Regions from separate parts of the Canis lupus genome. Here region 1 is linked to region 2. The links are chromatin contacts, called in public Hi-C maps. All regions are on one chromosome and are shown on one strand. The core of a region is the stretch at or near the end of the contact, and the rest is flanking DNA. Distances in the headings are between cores, read along the strand shown. Region 1 holds the start of RAB1A (RAB1A, member RAS oncogene family). Region 2 overlaps CEP68 (centrosomal protein of 68 kDa).

Region 1 (3,100 bases), core at 378-2,877, 33 kb before region 2:
AACATTTTCTTTTCTTTTCTTTCTCTTTCTTTCCTTCCTCCCTTTCTTCTTTCTTTTCTTTCTTTCTTCTTTTCTTTCATCATCCATCCATTCAGGGTGCTTCTCTTGGTGTGAGAAGACCCCGACAGGATGCGAAGGAACTCTAGTGCCCTGTTGGATGAGGTTGTCAGCTAAGGCGCAGGGTAGAATTTGGGGGTTAAGGAGCACATCGTTTAGTAAAGCGGGGAATCATCGCTCCCTTCTTTCCATATTTTGGTGTCATGAGAATTTAAAGTGCTTTTGCAACCGCTTGCAGAGGAGGCAATTTTCTTGGTTCTTAGCGCAAGTTGGAAGATAAACTTTGGACAACCTATTACACTATGCCCTCTGCAGTTAGACAACCCAAGATAATGTGTTAAAGTTTACTGGAGGTTTAAATTCCTGAGCTGATTAAAAGAAGAGTTACGACTATCAATCGGGTCTCAGAAATGTTGTGAATGCCGTTCCCGGAGTCTCTAGGCACCGTGCAGCGATGCGTTAGTTGCACCTTCCCCTCGCTTATCATTCTTCAGTCTTGCAGAGCAGCTCCGCCTTGAGTAGCTAAAATTACAGTTCGGCTTGAAGCCTGGGACCAGGGCGGGAAGACCCTGAATTTCGGGCCGACTCTGGGCTGCACCGCGGCCACGGAGAGGCGCGGCCCCCGCAAAACGGTGGTGGGCTCGGGATGCAGCGCGGTTTCGGGGAGATAATCCGGCTGCGTCGGCCAGCGGCGGGGGCAGAGAGGAGGCCGAGGCTCCCGTCGTCGCCGGGCCGGGTGGTCGGAGCCGGGCTGCACGGGGAGCCGGGGGGCAATGCGACCAAGGAGACGGCACCGTGTGCGGCCAGCGCGGGACCGTGGCCCTGCACGGGGACCTGACCCAGCGGGGCCGGCCGGCTGGGGAACACCACCGAGCTCCGCGCTCTCCGGACCCCCGAGGTTCCCAGTAGGGGCCCCTCAATTCCTCCTCCGTCCTGGGACCAGCTGGGAGCTCGAGCTCTCAGCAAAGCACTGGCCAGGCGCGACCTGCAGCCCGCATTTCCCCCGCGGCCCCGCCCTCCAGCGCCCCGCGGTCGCCGCTGCACCCCCCCCCCCCCCCCGCAGCGCCCGCAGCCCCCGCCCCCGCCCCATCCTCTGTCCGCGGCCGGCGCCGCCCTCCGTCCCTCCCCTCCCCCTCCCCCCTTGGGGCGCCGACGCGCCCTGCTGCCACGTCTCACTGATGACATCACCGGGGCCGCTCGGGCTTAGCCAATCCGCTAGGGGGAGTCCGAGCGAAGTCCTAAGCCAGCGAGTCAGCGGGGCGGGGAGCAGGGAGGGGCAAGACGGGGGGGGGCGGTGAGCGAGTGGGGCATGGGGCGGGCGACAAGCGCTCGAGTGCGCCTGCGCCGGAGGCGCGGGGCTTGGCGGGAAGCTGAGTCGCGGCGGCCGCGCCGCCCCGTAGGCCTTCGGCGCCCGCCGCCGCGTTGGAACTCTCTTTCCCGGCGTGCCGCGCGGTGCGGCCGCCCTCCGGGCCGTGTAAAGACCCCTCGGTCTAAGGCTTTCCTATTTCCTGGTTCGCCGGCGGCCATTTTGGGTGGAAGCGATCGCTGAGTGGCGGCGGCTGCTGATTGTGTTCTAAGGGGACGGAGCAGGGGAAGACGTTTGCTCTCCCGGAACAGCCCGTTCTCGTTCCCGTCCCTCGATTACCCGTGGCGTCGAGAGTCGGGGCGGCGGCTGCGGCAGCAAGGGCGGCGGTGGCGGCGGCGGCGGCTGCAGTGACATGTCCAGCATGAATCCCGAATAGTGAGTGCAGGAGAGCACCGGTCGGCTGGGGCCGTGGGGCAGCCCGGAAAAGCCTAAGGGGGGGAGGCGAGGAGGGCTGAGGCAGAGGCGGGGGCCTCGGCCAGGGCGGGCGGACGGTGGTAGGGCCGGAGATGCCGGGAGCCGGGGCCCATTGTCTGACGGAAGAGGGATCGGCCCGGGGGGGGGGGGCGTCAGGGGGGCCGGGGGGGCCGACGGGGGGGCGCCCGGGCAGGTTGGAGGCCTTGAATGCCGGGCCAGGGCGGAGGAACAGTCTTCGGAGGGGGGGGTGGGGCGGTGGGAAGGGGTAGCTTCACGCCCAGGCAGTGACTTTGGAAGGAAGACTTGTTTTTAGGGTGGGAGGGCTGCCCTAGAGGGCCCTGTCGGGGCCGGCGCCCGCGCCCGCCGAGCTGTCAGAACCGTCGCGGTGGGAAGCCAGCCCCACTTGCAAATCTTGAGCTCGTTGGCTCCGTCCTTTCACCCCTCCCCGGCCAGGTTGCAGGTAACACGGATGCTTTTCAGGACTGCGTGGGATGGAGCGGGGAAATGAGTAGAAGGGGAGAACAGATTTTAAATTTTTAGTGGAGGGGGGGTTTAGGTTATTTCCTGGAGTTTTTTTTGTTTTTGTTTTTTTTCCGAGAAGTCACGACGGGGCCCATTGCCTCCCTAAAAACCTAAGCATTTGTGAGATTTCCTTTTTTTCTTTTTTTTAGAGGGCACTGAAGTCATTTGGTCTTGTGTAAGGTCGAGGAAAAGAATAAAGAGAACTAAGACGTAGGAACGTTTTTTTCTTTTCTTTTTTCTGATACTATCAGATTAAAGGAAGACTGCTGTCAAATTGAAAGAGAGAACGAAGGGGCTCTCTATGTAATCCGTAGGTTTTGGATTACCTGCTTGAATACTCGAAGATAGGGAGTGAGGTTCCATGACGTGTCATGAAAAGTTAATGCATTTCTTTTTCTTGCTCACTCAAGAAGTCCCCGCAGCATATGTGACACACCTGGCACCTTTCCTGGGAACTGGTGTTCACCTTCCTTGGGAAGACTTCGTTGGGTTCTCCTTCATGGCCCTTTAAATTCCTCCTTGGGTTTACCTATATAAATTAACGAATAATTGGCAGACATTTAATTGGTATTCCCCTTCAGCGTCAGAAGGCTTGGGGGGGGGGGGAGGAATTTTTTTTTTTTAAAGGAAAAAATTGGTATTTTAAAAGCTGTGAATGTATTTGCAGCTTTGGTCATTTACTGCTAAACATTTCCCCTAAAGGTCCACCCATCAGTTTAGCTGACTGTCATGTGTGTGTCA
Region 2 (3,042 bases), core at 441-2,940:
CAGTGTGCTGAGACCACTGCTAGGAGGGAGGGACGGGCACCTGGTGCTGGGGCTGCTGGGGATGGGGCGCCGCAAGAGCCTACAGAGCACGCGGCCTGATGGGCCGTACTGGAGGCCGACGCCGGCTGACTGGCTTAGGGACAGAGCTTTGCCCCTGTTGTCTGTAAGGGATGGGGGTGAAGGGATGGCCACAGAAGTGTGAGCGTGGGGCACCCTGGTCCCAGGCAGGCTGCAGGCAGGGGTGAAGTCAAGTCCTGGGAAGCACCGCCCAACCTCCCTCCAGTGATAAGGGCCTTCTAGCTTCTCTTTTGTTTCGAAAGCCCTTGGTTCAGCAAGCGTCTAGGAACTAGCCAGCTCTCGGAGCAGGAGCTGCGTGCCCTACGCCAGCACCGGGGCCCCTGGCCAGAACTCGGGGTGCCTACTCACCAGGCTTAGCCCTCTCACATCTGGGCTCCCACGTGCTGCTGGCGAGTCGTCAGGCATGAGGGTGCAGCCAGCCAGCATGTCCAGAGAGGCTAGGATGGCGTCGTACAGGCGGTCTGCGTGGCCCTCCAGCTCACTGGGCTGCTTCGAGATTCTCCCGAGGACATCCTTCAGCACTGACAAGTGAGGTGCAGAGCAGTTAGGCCAAAAACCAAAACCAAAATACAACGTGTAAGTAACTGTCTTTTCTAAAGAATCCCCAAGGGGTGTAGCATTTTACACAAAATAGGAACGTGGCGATAGTTTCAGGATGTTCAGGCTCTTTAACAGTGACTCCAGGGACTGCTGTTGCCGAGGATCTGTTCCCTCCTGATTAGGGCCAAGAGAAGAATTTCACGAGCTCCTCTTTGGATTTACCTGGTTCACACAAAGGCACACAAGCGTGACTCTGGTATGCTCTGGCTTTCGGAGTCCCGCCGCAGGGCACGCCCAGATCCTGAGGAGCAGGCTCCCCAGAATGGCAGGCCAAGCCAAGATGGGGACGCTGGCTCTGGCTGTCAGGGGCTAACAGCTCCCGCGGGGGGTGGGGTGGGGTGGGGCATCTGGGGCTCGGCCTGCATACGGGTCACCTGGGAATGTGAACCCTTCTCTGGGTCCTCAATAAGCAGACTTCAAAAGAAAATCCTCTGAAAGCAGGCGGATGAGCTTAGTGAGGTGCAGATTCCCCCGCCCCCCTGATGGGCCAAGTGCTCCCCCGAGGAAGGGATGGGCCACGTTTGGAGTGCACCACACATATCAGGCTCGTTCTCTCGGAAACCTTATTTCCTTTGTTAAACACAAAGGCTGCCTTGGCTTCCTGAGCCTTTATCAGCCGCGCTCTCTCGCTCTCCAGCTTCCTGCTGCGGCCGCAACATCTGCCAGCAGCGGAAGGGAAAGGGGAAGCCGCCCCTCTGCAGCGGATGCGGGCGGCGGGTGGCAGGGTGGGACCGGGCCGGGAGGGGACCTCAGCCCTCGGGGAGCTACTGCCCTGGGCCGCTGCCAGGCTGCGCCCCGCCCTCCTGTGTGTTCGTCAGTGGGATTCGGGGGACCTTTCTTTTCTTTCTGAACTTTTACTGTACTATGTTAGAATATTCGGTTGGGGCCAAGTAAACAGAAAGCTGGGCCTGAGAATGAAATCTTTCGCATTCAGACTTCCTTCCATGGTGTAGCTGACTCCATACACACAGGAGCCTGGTTCGGCTTCACGCCCACAGGTTCCAGTGGCGTGGGTCCCAGAGAGGACTGGGCACGTGTGCGCTGAAGCAGTGAAAAGGCCAGTGCTGTCCATGGGGAGGCCTCCGGCAGAGGCTGAGAGATATTTTTTGGGGGGGAATAAATGTGCTGCTTGTCCCTACGGTTCTGCTTGTGGCTGACGAGGAAAGCCGGCTGCAAAGCTGCGTAGGGGTGTGCGCGCCCTGGAGAGCGCTGAAGGCTCATGCCTCTAGCTGGGGAAGCCCTGTGACGGTCACGGGGAACACCCATCTTCACGTGACACTCAAGTTCCCGGTCAGTCCAGCAGGGGATGGGGGGGCAAGGGGCCCATCTCTGAAAATCACAGGAACCTCATATGTCTCACATTATGAGACCAGGGCAAAGGGGGACGTTCTTACTCCAGATTAAGCACTGAGAAGTATTACTGGGTTGGTTTTTAAACGAAGGTTCAAGAGCCTCCTAAGAGGCCCATTGTTACAAGTGGCCCCAGGGCAGTTTCCTGGCCTGGAGCTCCTTCCCTTCCAGCTCAGGCCCCGCACCTGCAGCAGGGGAGGCAGCAGCGAGGCAGCAGCGTAGAGGGCTGGGGTCCAAGGCCAGTTCACAGCTCTGAGGTGGGGGTGATAACATCATCTCACAGGACTCTGATTAAATGGGAGGAGACCTGATGTTAACCGTGTCAGCACGGTGTCTGGTGCACGGCGTTCAGTGTAACGCTCATGGTGTTACAAGTAGCAGAGGAGCCTGACATACTGAATTTCTGGCCCAATAAAACCGAAAAAATACTAGTGCAAGAACTGAAACAAAGGCCTCCTGCAGGCAAGGGATTGCCAAGGGTTCCCACAATCCACCCTGGGTAATTGCTGCCCTGCCACAGCCCTTCGGAGGCTCCCTGTCCCTCTGCCTGTCCCCAGTTCTCAACCCACTTTTCTCCCTAGGGGCTATGTGGCAAGTCTGGAGGTATTCTGGGTTGTCACAACTGGAGAGGAGGAGGCGGGGGTGACTGGTACCTAACGGGTGAAGGCCAGGGATGTTGTTAAATGTCCTGCAGCGTGAAGCACAGCCCTCCTCACAACCACCGTGCGGCCCAGAAAGAGGACACTGCCGGTGTGAGAAACTCTAGCAGCTCCCTAACACGCTCCCCCACTTCTGGTGGGGACAGGCTACCTCAGTGCCTCTCCAGCAGGAGGGTCCCGCCCAGCTTTGCTCCCGTGGGTTCTTTCCAGCACGAGCCCCAGCTCACTCCAGAACTGAGGCCTCACACAGATGGGATGTCACAGCTCTTGCGTGCTTAGACTCACAGGAAATCAGGGGCCGCTCGGGACCGCCAGTTCTTGCTCTAACCGAGCTCATCCTCCACTGCCCGTGTGC

The links. A called contact is a pair of places that touch in the nucleus more often than the background predicts.
Region 1: a contact with region 2 is called in a Hi-C map of blood, with 2.1 times the contacts expected there. The contact joins the promoter of RAB1A here to the enhancer-like site in region 2. A contact is called at or near these places in 3 of 9 Hi-C or Micro-C datasets (all in blood).

The regions. Positions count from the first base shown.
Region 1 is chr10:65,879,383-65,882,482 of UU_Cfam_GSD_1.0, reverse strand. RAB1A (RAB1A, member RAS oncogene family) reads left to right here and starts at 1,627. Exons shown (of 6, transcript NM_001003153.1): 1 at 1,627-1,798. The coding sequence starts at 1,776.
Region 2 is chr10:65,846,244-65,849,285 of UU_Cfam_GSD_1.0, reverse strand. It overlaps CEP68 (centrosomal protein of 68 kDa), which reads right to left. Exons shown (of 8, transcript XM_038551450.1): 7 at 427-599. Among named protein-coding and RNA genes, the nearest start is that of CEP68, 20 kb to the right of the region's middle. Within about 2 kb of position 1,690, at least 8 of the 20 cell types and tissues checked have an H3K27ac peak or open chromatin away from gene starts, as enhancers often do. A contact at or near this core is called in blood, where this site is marked.